Regions from separate parts of the Mus musculus genome. Here region 1 is linked to region 2. The links are chromatin contacts, called in public Hi-C maps. All regions are on one chromosome and are shown on one strand. The core of a region is the stretch at or near the end of the contact, and the rest is flanking DNA. Distances in the headings are between cores, read along the strand shown.

Region 1 (6,944 bases), core at 3,849-6,348, 950 kb before region 2:
CAAGCTGTAGACCAGGCTGGCCTTGAACTCAAAGATACACCTGCCTCTGCCTCCTGAGTTCTAGGATCAAAGGCGTGCACCACTATGCCTGACCCAAAGGAGACCATTTATTCTGAACCGAATATGAGTGATTATAGGCCAGGAACATAGATTCGGTTTGTCCCAGGTGACATTCTTCTACTATGGACATGGTTATATGAGCTCTTTATAGTCACAGAACCAAAGACAGCCATAAATGAGTGAACTCATCAAAAACATTGGCGGGGACATCAGTTTGGGGGTTACAGCAAAGCAGGGGAGTCTCTGCAGTAGGTCTCAGTTGCTATCTGATGACATTCATAGCTTTAGGGTTGGTGGAAGGTAGGGTTCTGCTAAATTAGTCCATTAGAAGATAGTCACAAGAACGTTGGCTCAGGGGTGGCAAGGAATGGCTGTTAAGGTGCTAAAGGCAGCCCAAGATAGTTCTGGTTCTTGATCTGTCACAGTCAAACTCTACAGTCATAGAAGTAGTCATTCAGTCAGTCTGTGGACTCTGACGTGGAGGTGTGGCTTTCTCAGGGAGCTTCAGTCCCCAGGAGCGGATGTGTTAGAAGGGGAATCAGATTGATTCTGTCATCACCTACTGTAGAGCATGCAGAAGCTGCTAAGTGTCCTGGGTTCTGCGGGGCATGCTCAGATGACGGCACGTGATTCTCCAGGGCCCTTTATGCTAGTCTTCCAGAAGCCCCTGATGGCACCTCCATCATCAGAGTGGAAAGGGAGTAGGGCTGGGAAGGAGATGCTGAGAGTAGGGAGGAATCTGCTCTGGCCTCCTGGGTTCTGAGCTCCCCCCGATGCTGGGTTGCATGTTGTGGGTATAGCTGTGGGTCCTGCTGAGACACCACAGCCTCTGGAGTCTCACTCCTCGTCAGCTCCCAGGTTGTCAGTGTGCCGCCCCCTCCCCCTGCTGTGACTGTGAAGCCCCCTGAAGCTTTTAGGGTAACATTGTCATGTTTCCTTTCATCTTGTTTCCTTGCTGTGAACAGAGGAAGCTTAAGGAACAGAAGAACTGGTCCATGTCTCAGGAGAAGTGTCTTCATTTAGCTCCGCTTTGTGTGAAAATGTTGGAACTTTTCATTGTTGAGGACAGCCTGTACTCAGGTGACAGCCGAAAGGCCAGGAGGTCAAAGAGACTGACTACCGTAGAAGCGGAGTGGCCTTCTGCTCATTGCAGGCTGAATCCGGGGGACAGATGCACCATCCTCCTTCAGATTCTAATCTCTAGAGCAGCTAGTGTGTAGTGTCAGCCCTGCCTTGCGGCAGACAAGCCAAGCATTTAGCACCCTCCCTTACCTTTCAGCTCTCCTTTTTAGCCACAGAAGAGCAGAATCCCGGATGCATGTAGCATTTTGTTACATGTGATTGGGACCAAGTCATTTAATCTCAAGGGGCTGAGTCAGGAGGATTCCCATGAGTCCGAGGCCTGCTTGAGCTACATAGTGAGTTCTAAGCCAGCCTGGGCTATACAGCAAGAAAGTATTTCAAAAGACACTGAAGGGCTAGGAGTATGGCCCAGTGGGTAAAAGCATTGGCCACTCAGTCTGATGGCCTGACTTTGATCCATGTGGTGGGAGAGGAGAGAACTGACTGTCACAAGTTGTCCTCTGACCATAACTACCACACACACACACACACACACACACACACACTCACACACTCGCACATGCGAAAAGGGTCTGGGAAGATGGCTTAGTGGGTAAGAACATGTGTTTTCTTTTTCTCTCTTTCTTTTTTTTTTTTTTAAAGATTTATTTATTGTTATATGTAAGTACACTGTAGTTGTCTTCAGACACACCAGAAGAGGGCATCAGATCTCATTACGGATGGTTGTGAGCCACCATGTGGTTGTGGGATTTGAACTCAGGACCTTTGGAAGAGCAGTCAGTGCTTTTAACCGCTGAGCCAACTCTTCAGCCCCGAACATGTGTTTTCTAAACACGAGAAACACAGCACTGGGTGGCAGAGACAAGTTCTCTTATTTATTTTCCCTACTTGCTGCGACAATATACTCTTGACAAAAGCAGTGTAGGGAGAAGCTCTATTTAACTCCTAATTGCAGGTGGCAGTCCATATGGGGATGGAGTCACAGTCATGTGATGCTCATAATCAGGAAGCAGAGAGAAAGGACTGCCAGCGGTCAGTTCACTTTCCCTGTTTGTATAGCCCAAGGCCCGCCTCAGTTAACATAATGAAGACAGCGTGCCCAGGTGTGCCCGGCCAGCAGCCTGTCTCCTGGGAGGTTCTAGGTTCTAGCTTGTCTGCAGCACCACCACACAGATCCCTGGAACTCCCTGCAAGCCAGCCTAAGGGACCTTAGGTGAGGGACCCTGTCTGAAGGGGCTAGGGTGGAGCATGGTAGGGGAAGGCTGAGGCAGCTGTCAGTATCACTGGTTTTATGATGATTGGCAAGTAGTAACAGGAATATTCGTTACTTGTATTTTTTTAAAGAACTATTTATGTATATGAGTACACTGTAGCTGTCTTCAGACACACCAGAAGAGGGCATCGGATCCCTATTACAGATGGTTGTGAGCCACCATGTGGTTGCTGGGAATTGAACTCAGGACCTCTGGAAGAACAGTCAGTGCTTTTAACCACTGAGCCATCTCTCCAACCTCAAGGATACTTCTACTTTTTTTTTTTTAAGATTTATTTTCACTGTGTGTGTGTGTGTATATGTGTGTGTGTGCATCTGTCTGTCTGTCATGAGTGCCTGCAGGGGTCAGAAGACAATCTTGCATCACTGGGAGCTAGAGTTGCAGGCAGTTGTGAGCTGTATCACGTGGTGGCTGGGAACTGAATTGTGCTCTCCGTAAGCGTGTAGGAGTTTCTCACCACAAGCTGCTTCTCCAGGCCCCAGGAATTCAGCTGAACACTTTCAGACCTCACAGACCCTGGCTGAATAGTTTCAAGTGCATTTCCTCGGAAAAGGGGGCATTTCTTTCCCTTTTAAAAAAATTTAAGGGCTGGTGAGATGGCTCAGTGGGTAAGAGCACCCAATAGCTCTTCCGAAGGTCTGGAGTTCAAATCCCAGCAACCACATGGTGGCTCACAACCATCCATAATGAAATCTGACTCCCTCTTCTGGAGTGTCTGAAGACAGCGACAGTGTACTTACATATAATAAATAAATAAAAATAAAATCTTAAGAAAAAAAATTTTTAAAGATTAAAAAATTTTTGTAGTTTTTTTTTTTCCCCTTCATTCTTTCTTTTAGTCTTTCAATCCTAGCTTCATGCTGCTCACAAGTTGGGGCACTGATCTTTATTCTGAAGATTTGGATGTGGACCTGTAGGTCTATAACTAAAGGACAAAATATAGTTTCTTTAAAAAATTAGGGCTGGAAAGCCAGATATGATGCTGGGCTCCCATACTCAGAGCGAGGCTTAGGAATGGAAGGCCAGGCTTAGCTACATAGTATATTTGAGGCTAGCCTGGACTACATGAGATCCTGTCTTGAAAAAACAAAACAAAACAAAACAAAACAACCAAGATGGAGAAGGTAGCCCACTTGTAGAGTTCCTGCCTAGCACCGTGGGAGGACCTGGGTCCCTTATATAGGACCCCCACCCCAAAATGTATAGAATATTCTATAGTCAACTGGAAGAAAGTGCTTACCATTGACTTGTAAAGGTTTCTTAGTAGTGGTGGCCTCTACTTTTTCTTCTCTCTGAACTTGGTAATATTACTTACCATTAAATTGATCAAAACAGGCCTGAGGTGTGGCTTGCTGGTAGAACACCTGGTTCTCATCTCTGTCACTGGCATTCGATGGTGGGGACTGACATGACGCATGGTCCAGAGCCAGGCTGTGGTGGTGCACGCCTGCAATCCCAGCACTTGGGAGGCAGAGGCAGGTGGGTCTCTGAATTTGAGGCCAGCCTGGTCTACAGAGGGAGTTCCAGGTCAGCCAGAGATAAACTGAGAAACCTTGTCTGGAAAAAGAGAAAAAGGAAAAGGAAAGAGGGGCTGGTAAGATGGCTCAGCAGTTAAGAGCACTGACTGCTCTTCCAAAGGTCCCTAGTTCAAATCCCAGCAACCACATGGTGGCTCACAACCATTCATAACGAGATCTGACACCCTCTTCTGGTGTGTCTGAAGACAACTACAGTGTACTTACATATAATAAATAAATAAACCTTAAAAAAAAAAGGAAAGAAAAAGGAAAGAAAAGAAAAAGTCCAAATATCTACCAGCGCTCCTCAGCCTCAGGCAGGGCTTTACAACTCCCCAGTGGGAACATTTGAGGGTTGGAGCGAGTACTCTTTTTTTTTTTTTTTAAAGGGACAGAGACTTGTCACCCAGCGATTGAATCCCTGCTGAGTTAAGGTGGCAACTGAGTTGGCCTCTTACAGAGCCCCTGCCTGTCACCGTGAACTCTTTTTTCAGCGGCCTGAGTTTAAGGAGTGTCTGGGAAAACAGGACAGACTGAAGTCATGGTTATTTTACAGATCTGTTTGTTTATGTGACAGGGTGCTACTGTGTAGTCCTGGCTGACCTGGAGCTTGAGATAGAGACTAGGCTGGCCTTGAATTTTTAACAATCCCATCTTCCTGCCTTTGTCTCTAAGTGCTGGGTTTATGTATGGGTGTGTACCACCGTGCCCGGCTATTTTTTTAAAAAAAAAAGGTTTATTTATTTATGTCGTGAACCTCCGTGTGGCTACTGGGAATTGAGTTCAGGACCTCTGGAAGAACAGCCAGTGTTCCTAATTGCTGAACCATCTCTTTAGCCCCTAAATTTTTATTTGTGAGTATGTATGTATCCACTCACATGTTTGAGGGTATCTTTGGAGGTTAGAAGAGAGCATTAGGGTAGTTGTAAGGCGGTGGAATTAAACTCTAATCCTCTGTGAGAGCAGTAACCACTTTTAACCGCTCAGCCATCTTTCCTGCCCCCTCAGTTGCCTTTAGGGAAAAATACAGAGACTGGGAGAAAGTTTGGCAGCTGACTGTAAGAAGAACCAGTTCTGAGACCCCTTCCTGTTCGTAGATTGTCCTCCGGGAGCCTGTCTCTTTGGTTGACATCCGGGTGTCAGACTTTAGCTGTTGAACAGTGCCATCTTTCTATGAAGCTGCCCAGTGCCTGTGCTAGCTGAACTTTGCCTGTGGTCTGCAGATTCTGGATCCTTGCAGGACGTTCCATAGGTGGCGCTGTTGCACTTACTTATTATTTTTAAAGCTTTTTTTTTTTTTTTTTTTTTTTTTCCGGCTTCTACAAGAGGACCCAAAACCAGGCTCCTTGAATACGATTTCTTCATTTGATCCCCAGTACATACCCGGAAAAAGCCTTCTGGATATATGTGTTTTTCTCTGGTCAGCTCAGAGCGAGGGTTGCAGATTTGCTATCAGAGCAGCAGTGAAACTGGACTTTCTCTTGAGTATTAGGTAATGGTTAGCCATGATGTCACAGCTCTGCAGCGCCTTGCAGATGAGAAGAAGGCTGCCTGCCAGGTCTTAAATCTCCACTCCTGTGCTTATTAGCAAGCACCATCTAGGGTCTGGAGGAGATCCTGGCTTCCGGATCAGCTGAGGTGGTTGCGTGAAGGTGTGAAGATTCATCTATATGCATTTGGTGTGTTACTGACCTTTACGTGATACTGTGTGTTTCAAGTCAGCTCTGGCCACCCATCCTCAATAAGGCAGTCGAACCAAATTAAAGGTGGGAAGCAGGAAAAAGAAGATTTATTCCACGTGACCACATTGGGAAGAGGGATGAGAGTCTTGTTGTGTAGCCCAGGCTGGCCTCGAACTTGGTCCTGTCTTCTCTTCCACCCCTATTACTGAGATTGCAGGCATGCACCTCACGCTGGGTGTTGGATCCATCATTCTATGTTTGATTTCTAAGGAGTCAGAATAGGGAGAAATAGCTTTGTGAAGAAAGATCCACTTAAGAAGTAAGAGAAGGGGCTGGAAAAATGGCTCAGTGGTTAAGAGCACTGACTGCTCTTCCAGAGGTTCTGAGTTCAATTCCCAGCAACCACATGGTGGCTCACGACCATCTGTAATGGGATCTGATACCCTCTTCTGGTGTATCTGAAGACAGCTATAGTATACTCATATACATAAATAAGTATTTAAAAATGTTTAAAAAAAAAGAAGTAAGAGATGAGTGAGGCCTGGTGTGCAGATTTGTAATCTTGGGGTTTATAATCTTAGTTATGGAGGAGGCTAAGGTAGGAGGCTGGCAAGTTCAAACTTCAAGGGCTGCCTGGTAACTGAGCAAGACAAAACTTGGTCTTAAAAATAAAATTAAAGGATGGAGACCTTCACTTGCTCTCTCAGGTCCGTCTTACTTTCTTCTGGGTGTCTTTTTTTTTTTCTTTTTTCTTTTTGGTTTTTAGACAGGGTTTCTCCGTGCAGTCCTGGCTGTCCTGGAACTCACTCTGTAGACCAGGCTGGTCTTGAACTCAGAAATCCACCTGCTTCTGCCTCCCAAGTGCTGGGATTACAGGAGTGCGCCACCACTGCCTGGCACTTTCTGGGTGTCTTTTTCTTTACCCTTGTACTTAAAATGTCTTCTAGCTTGATATGATGGCGTATGCTTTTAATCCCAGCACCTGAAAGGCAGCAGTAGGGGGATTTCTGTGACCTCTGATCTCTCTTTCTGTGTGTGTGTGTGTGTGTGTGTGTGTGTGTGTGTGTGTGTATGTATGTATGTGTGTATACTGTGTGCATGCAAGTGCTCTCAGAGGCCAGAAGATCCCCTAGAGCTGGAGTTACAGGCAGGTGTAAGCTGCATAGAGTGGGTGCCAGGACCTGAATCTTGGTCTTCTGCAAGAGCAATACTCCTAACTGCTGAGCCGTTTTTCTAGCTTCCACTGTCCACTTTGAGACAGGGTCACGGCTTATCCATTTTGGTCTCAAACTTACTATGTAGCCAAGGATGTCCTTGATCTCCTGATC
Region 2 (7,732 bases), core at 2,103-4,602:
ATCCCTCACCTGCCAGTCTTTGTCTCTTTAGTTAATTTTGCTTCTACTTTCATGACTCTCTCTCTCTCTCTCTCTCTCTCTCTCTCTCTCTCTCTCTCACACACACACACACACACACACACACACACACACACACACTTTTATCTATCTATATTGAAGTCCAGGGTATCATCATCTAGGTCAAGTTTGGATATTAGTCTTTTGGGTACACCTGCTCTGTATCAGAAGTCTTGTTAGCAAAAAAGAAAGGCTATTTCTTACTCTCACCTCATACTTCCAATATTAATGATAAGCCAAGGGCAGAAAAATTGCAATACTGTCTCAGAATACTAAAACCCAGCAGGTCATACTCCACTAACCCCTTGTTTCTAATCAGGTTCCTCTCTTGTGAGTGGTTCTCCATGGTTCTCGGCCCCTGATTCTATACCGAGTCTTTATGACTTTTCCATAAGAAAGAGTTCAAGTGTATACTCACTGATAAGTGGATATTAGCCCAAAACCTAGGATACCCAAGATATAAGATACAATTTCCTAAACACATGAAACTCAAGAAAAATGAAGACTGAAGTGTGGACACTATGCCCCTCCTTAGAAGTGGGAACAAAACACCCTTGGAAGGAGTTACAGAGACAAAGTTTGGAGCTGAGATGAAAGGATGGACCATGTAGAGACTGCCTTATCCAGGGATCCACCCCATAATCAGCATCCAAACGCTGACACCATTGCATACACTAGCAAGATTTTATCGAAAGGACCCAGATGTAGCTGTCTCTTGTGAGACTATGCCGGGGCCTAGCAAACACAGAAGTGGATGCCCACAGTCAGCTAATGGATGGATCACAGGGCTCCCAATGGAGGAGCTAGAGAAAGTACCCAAGGAGCTAAAGGTGCAACCCTATAGGTGGATCAACATTATGAACTAACCAGTACCCCGGAGCTCTTGACTCTAGCTGCATATGTATCAAAAGATGGCCTAGTCGGCCATCACTGGAAAGAGAGGCCCATTGGACACACAAACTTTATATGCCCCAGAACAGGGGAACGCCAGGGCCAAAAAGGGGGAGTGGGCGGGTAGGGGAGTGGGGGTGGGTGGGTATGGGGGACTTTTGGTATAGCATTGGAAATGTAAATGAGCTAAATACCTAATAAAAAATGGAAAGAAAAAAAACTGAAAAAAAAAAAAAGAAAGAGTTCAAGTGTATAACTAAGTTGGTGTCCCAGCCTGCTTTATGCACTCAGTAAAGGGTGTTCAAGGGCTTCTTTTCCTTAAACTCTTCCATCCTTCATTGGATCTTAATTTGGTATCAATAGACGTTTCTTAAAAATCAATGAGGGTTTCTTCTGAAACCTGGGTATGATTCACCAGATAGAATTTCACTCCTACATGGAACTCAAGCCTATTGCTGCTCTATGCTGTCACATCAGGTCTAGGGAAATGCTTGTAAGATTTGTAGGCCCCCTTTTATCAAGCTGGAATGTCATAGGAGGTATACATAGATTCCCTGGAACTGTTATGTCTGGCTGTACCAATGAGGCTGTGTGCTACATTTCTGAAGATGTAACCAGCAATCTTGAAACAATCTTGCCCCTGACACTACAACTTATCCACAGTGCCTTGGATTTTATTTTTACCTAAAAGTCATTATTTATTACCTTGAAATTTTTTTTCTTCTGAGAAAGACTGGAGTAGAGAATCAGTTTCACGTTTTAGCCCAGTGGTCTGATTTCTGGCTCCTTCATATTCTCAAAGCTTAGCTTGAGAATGAATCCCTTCCTTAAGTCTATCACCTCTCTGGACTTCATCACAGGCAAGAAAAAAAAAAAAGCTGCATTTTCAACTGTCTGCCTGGAAATCTCCAGGCCAACCACAAGATCATTAGATCGCGGTTTTTCTTCGACATGTGACAGTTCTCTTACTTTATCTCCTGCTGCTACATAACCCAGATTCTCTGTTGTCCAATCCCCTTCGTGCTGTCTTTACCATTTTCCTATTGCCCAGACTTAAAGCAAATGCCAGCATTATGAATTCTGTAATGTCAGCAACCCATTTCTGATACCATTTCTATTTTAACTAGATACCATTGCATAACCAGCTACTGCAAGTTGTACAGCAAAAGTCGGCACTTCCTCATGATTTTGCAGTCTGGGCAAGGCTCAGTTGGAGCACCTATCTCCCTGTACATGGCTGCAGCTGAGGAATGTCTGCTTCTAAGAAGGCTCACCCTTAGGTCTAGCCAGCTTGTGTTGGCTGTAAGTGGACCTTAAGTGGGGCCTCAGTTCCCACATGGCTGTGTTTCATTTCGCATGGCATCTGGTCTCTCAACATGGCTTTCCTGGGATTGGATTCTCAATAGTTGTAATAGTAGATGAACGTCAGAGCAGACATGTGATAGGGAAAAAGCTGACGATTACAAACATGACAACATTTATGTGGACCAGGAGGCAGTGTGTGTGCACTTGGGTGCTTACATGTGTATGGGGAAGTATGTGTTTGTGTATGTGTCTGTATGACTATGTGTGTTTGTTTGCATGCTTTGCATGTTTGAGTGGTTTTGTATTTATGTGCTGCCACTCCTGGCTATAGGAGTCATTTTATGTAATAAAAATTAGCAGGGGCAGGGAGTTGGGGATTTAGCTCAGTGGTAGAGCACTTGCCTAGCAAGCATAAGGCCCTGGGTTTAGTTCACAGATCTGAAAAAAAAAAGTTAGCAGGAACATCTAATACAATATTTAAAAAGTGGAAAAAAGACAGATGTTTTATGTCTCCATAAATAATATTTCTGTAAAGTCTCATAATGAAGATTATGCATAATTTGTGTGAAATGGGTTAATAGATTAACAAAATCCAATTCCTTCCCAACAAACACACAATCACACTAGGACACCTAAGTGCAAACAGAAATGAATGCTGTTCGATTAGTCATTCATGAAGTATGTCTTGATTCCTTCTTCATTGTGGGCATAAAATTCACTAAGGATAGATTTTTTTAGATCTGCATGTTACCTGATTGTTACAATTCCAAAAAGTAACATTGAGTAGTACCCCATGCCACTGCAGAGGCAAGCTATCCAAGAAGACAGAACCTTGCACTGGCCGCTGTGTTTCTTTACAAAGGTTAAGTTTGTCTAAGAGAAATTTACAAACCTCTCTTCATCAAAGCACATTGTACAATAGAGACATTGTACAAGCCACAGGTGGGAGAAGATGACTGACAGGAAAGGGTTTGGATCTAGGATGAAGTTATCTTTCAAACCAATGGGGAAAAGGAAGATTACAGATAACTGAGTAAAAGACAGAACAGTCACCACACGCAAGATCATAGCAGGAAGTACTGTGCACGCTACAAGTCATTTGACTTCCTGATATGAATGCATACGCAAGCCACAGTGAGCCCCAGCCAATTTCCCTAGACTCCAGAAACAACAAGGAGACTGACAAGGGAACTGTGATGGAGTCTCATCATCAGCTCTTCACACTGAATGGTGCACTATAAATTGTTATAGCCCTTTTGTAAAGCTGGTTGACAATAGCTATAAAACTGAACCGATGAGAACTTCATCCCTAGAAATTCCACTAGGTAATGACTGAGAGCTAAAGGGTATGAGTGTTTGCGTGTAGGAGTTTTCACAACCTCATCACACATAACAAGAAACTATCATACTTGGTGGGATGGATAATATGTAGTTCATTCACATTCATAGAAAGAGAGAGAGATGTGGCCATACCTCATGGAACAGATGCATCCCAGATGAGAGAGACAATGTGGAGTGACCAGACCTCAGTCATATCACTGTGTGGGCTGCCCTATCACATTTTTGTACAGGTATCAGAATCTACCTTTAAACTTGTGTGGTCTATCATCCTATGGGCTACAGTGGGAGTTAAAGTACAATCTGTGCCACAAAGTGCCCTGTAGGCCATCCTGGGCTATAGTGATCTCCTGTAAGTCAGCCTTGCCTACATTAATCTCCTGTAGGGCAACTTGAGCTATAGTGATCTCCTGTAGTTCTACTTGGGCTACAGAGACCTTCTATAGGTCAAGCTAGGCTTTGGTGATCTCCTATATGTCAACCTGGGTTAGAGCATTGTCCTGTAGGTCAGCCTGATCTACAGTGATACACTTTGATACAAACAAGCAACCACAAAACTCTGCCTTTGATAACAGAAGCCAGAGTCCCTCAATGGTTGGAAGCTGTAGTCATCTCTAGCAGTTGTGATTGGAATGGAATGTGAAGGAGCCTTGGGTCCGTTTTTTTGTTTGTTTGTTTGTTTGTTTTGTTTTGTTTTTTTTTTATGCTTCCCTCCACCTGGATGGGGATTATGCGGGCATTTTTATCCTGTGAAAATTCACCCAGCAGGACATTGTTTATTTGTGTGTTTGGGGATTTGGTTTTATGCTCAATTAAGAAAGGCTGTTCTGAAGTGGTCTCTGCTCCTTAGATGCAGTCATCTACTGTCTGATGGCTCTGTTCCTACATAACCTTTCTGAGTTGCTGTTGGCCGTCATTTCTTCACTCAGTCATGCAAGAGCTGATGAACTAGTGCCTGAGAGTCTGGCTTCAGCTCCAGGGAGACTTCTGCGAGGAAAGCTTCTTCCTGGAGAAGCTTACATTCTATAAAAGTAGAAGTGCTTCTTAAGTGTGGGGTAGTCTGTTAAGATCAGACAATACAAGTCTTTGAATTTTGTGTCTGAGTAACACCGTTTATACCACCCCCCCCCCAAGCTACCTCTTGTTGTTGTTTGTGTTTGTGTGTGTTTGTTTCATCTCTTGCCAGTTACCCTGGTGAATATAGTACTGCTATCAGACATGACCCTAGGAAGCAGGCTGCTTTGGAATGGAACCAGGCCATGTAATTGATGACGTATTAAAGGCATGCGCATCAGCTGCTGGTGCGGTGCTGAGCTGCAGAATCATGTGAAACACCTTGTATCTGAGTCAGGGGAGTGGAGGTGGAGGGAAGGATGATGGCCTAGAAGTCACCATCACACTGAGAAGCTGGGCTCAGGTGTTGGCAGGTAGTGTCTTTAGAGAATATGAATATAGAGAATATGAAAGACTATTAGCCTGGACTGATCAGGTATATCATCAAAGTTCCCTTGGCCGTTCCATGAGAAATGCTCTCTGCTGCAGCAGGTTAACATGGCGTGCAGTTAAGTCTGGGATCTGTTGATGAGAATCAACAACTCAGTGTAATAGATGTTTAGCTCTGCCAGGTCTGTCATGCCAAGGCCAGGAGGGTGGAAGACATTGGGACCCCAAGTTGTGAGACACCCAGGAAGTTGCACACAAAGATGAGAATTCTGACCTCCTAAATACCGCCCCTCCCCCCCCTACAACAAATCTCACAGTGGAAACAACGCTAGGTGCAAGCAGCAACCCCTTTCTGCCTTGAATAAAATACACATCTGTCTGACTGTGGTGAATAGAAGGCATGGTGCTTGAAAAGTACTGAGAATAGATTTCAAGTATTTTTGCCACAAAAAGCAAGTATGTTAGGTAATTGGTGCATTTGTTAGCCTACAAAGCTTATTCTAAAACACCATTGGTATATGATAAATATATACAGTTTTTTGGTCCGAGACCCGCCGAACTTAGGAAATTAGTCTGAACAGGTGAGAGGGTGCGCCAGAGAACCTGACAGCTTCTGGAACAGGCAGAAGCACAGAGGCGCTGAGGCAGCACCCTGTGTGGGCCGGGGACAGCCGGCCACCTTCCGGACCGGAGGACAGGTGCCCACCCGGCTGGGGAGGCGGCCTAAGCCACAGCAGCAGCGGTCGCCATCTTGGTCCGGGACCCGCCGAACTTAGGAAATTAGTCTGAACAGGTGAGAGAGTGCGCCAGAGAACCTGACAGCTTCTGGAACAGGCGGAAGCACAGAGGCACTGAGGCAGCACCCTTTGTGGGCCGGGGACAGCCAGCCACCGTCTGGACCGGAGGACAGGTGCCCGCCCGGCTGGGGAGGCGGCCTAAGCCACAGCAGCAGCGGTCGCCATCTTGGTCCGGGACCCGCCGAACTTAGGAAATTAGTCTGAACAGGTGAGAGGGTGCGCCAGAGAACCTGACAGCTTCTGGAACAGGCGGAAGCACAGAGGGGCTGAGGCAGCACCCTGTGTGGGCTGGGGACAGCCGGCCACCTTCCGGACCGGAGGACAGGTGCCCGCCCGGCTGGGGAGGCGACCTAAGCCACAGCAGCAGCGGTCGCCATCTTGGTCCGGGACCCGCCGAACTTAGGAAATTAGTCTGAACAGGTGAGAGGGTGCGCCAGAGAACCTGACAGCTTCTGGAACAGGCGGAAGCACAGAGGCGCTGAGGCAGCACCCTTTGTGGGCCGGGGACAGCCAGCCACCGTCCAGACCGGAGGACAGGTGCCCGCCCGGCTGGGGAGGCGGCCTAAGCCACAGCAGCAGCGGTTGCCATCTTGGTCCGAGACCCGCCGAACTTAGGAAATTAGTCTGAACAGGTGAGAGGGTGCGCCAGAGAACCTGACAGCTTCTGGAACAGGCAGAAGCACAGAGGCGCTGAGGCAGCACCCTGTGTGGGCCGGGGACAGCCGGCCACCTTCCGGACCGGAGGACAGGTGCCCACCCGGCTGGGGAGGCGGCCTAAGCCACAGCAGCAGCGGTCGCCATCTTGGTCCCGGGACTCCAAGGAACTTAGGAATTTAGTCTGCTTAGGTGAGAGTCTGTACCACCTGGGAACTGCCAAAGCAACATACTGTCTGAGAAAGGTCCTGTTTTGGGCCTTCTTCTTCGGCCAGGAGGAGGTCCAAATACAAGATATCTGCGCACCTTCCCTGTAAGAGAGCTTGCCAGCAGAGAGTGCTCTGAGCACTGAAACTCAGTGGAGAGAATCTGTCTCCCAGGTCTGCTGATAGACGGTAACAGAATCACCAGAAGAACAATCTCTAAACAGAGTCAACTATAACTACTAACTCCAGAGATTACCAGATGGCGAAAGGTAAACGGAGGAATCTTACTAACAGGAACCAAGACCACTCACCATCACCAGAACCCAGCACACCCACTTCGCCCAGTCCAGGGAACCCCAACACACCTGAGAACCTAGACCTAGATTTAAAAGCATATCTCATGATGATGGTAGAGGACATCAAGAAGGACTTTAATAAATCACTTAAAGAAATACAGGAGAACACTGCTAAAGAGTTACAAGTCCTTAAAGAAAAACAGGAAAACACAATCAAACAGGTAGAAGTCCTTACAGAAAAAGAGGAAAAAACATACAAACAGGTGATGGAAATGAACAAAACCATACTAGACCTAAAAAGGGAAGTAGACACAATAAAGAAAACTCAAAGCGAGGCAACACTAGAGATAGAAACCCTAGGAAAGAAATCTGGAACCATAGATTTGAGCATCAGCAACAGAATACAAGAGATGGAAGAGAGAATCTCAGGTGCAGAAGATTCCATAGAGAACATCGGCACAACAATCAAAGAAAATGGAAAATGCAAAAAGATCCTAACTCAAAATATCCAGGAAATCCAGGACACAATAAGAAGACCAAACGTACGGATAATAGGAGTGGATGAGAATGAAGATTTTCAACTCAAAGGTCCAGCAAACATCTTCAACAAAATTATTGAAGAAAACTTCCCAAATCTAAAGAATGAGATGCATATGAACATACAAGAAGCCTACAGAACTCCAAATAGACTGGACCAGAAAAGAAATTCCTCCCGACACATAATAATCAGAACATCAAATGCACT

Evidence for each region. A called contact is a pair of places that touch in the nucleus more often than the background predicts.
Region 1: a Hi-C map of the HPC-7 cell line shows a contact between it and region 2, with 7 times the contacts expected there. The contact joins two enhancer-like sites. A contact is called at or near these places in 1 of 39 promoter capture datasets (hippocampal neurons), 5 of 15 datasets of contacts at CTCF or cohesin (the NIH/3T3 cell line, hippocampal excitatory neurons, large pre-B cells and 2 more), 35 of 484 Hi-C or Micro-C datasets (the 63-12 cell line, the AML12 cell line, the BV-2 cell line and 24 more) and 2 of 115 datasets of contacts at active chromatin or transcription factors (astrocytes and embryonic basal ganglia).

Annotation. Positions count from the first base shown.
Region 1 is chr15:73,042,940-73,049,883 of GRCm38.p6, reverse strand. The region is part of intron 4 of Trappc9 (trafficking protein particle complex 9); the gene reads left to right. Among named protein-coding and RNA genes, the nearest start is that of Trappc9, 15 kb to the left of the region's middle. Within about 2 kb of position 5,098, at least 24 of the 459 cell types and tissues checked have an H3K27ac peak or open chromatin away from gene starts, as enhancers often do. A contact at or near this core is called in the HPC-7 cell line, where this site is marked.
Region 2 is chr15:72,093,186-72,100,917 of GRCm38.p6, reverse strand. It overlaps a transcript of Col22a1 not described here. Among named protein-coding and RNA genes, the nearest start is that of Col22a1, 63 kb to the right of the region's middle. Within about 2 kb of position 3,352, at least 2 of the 459 cell types and tissues checked have an H3K27ac peak or open chromatin away from gene starts, as enhancers often do. A contact at or near this core is called in the HPC-7 cell line, where this site is marked.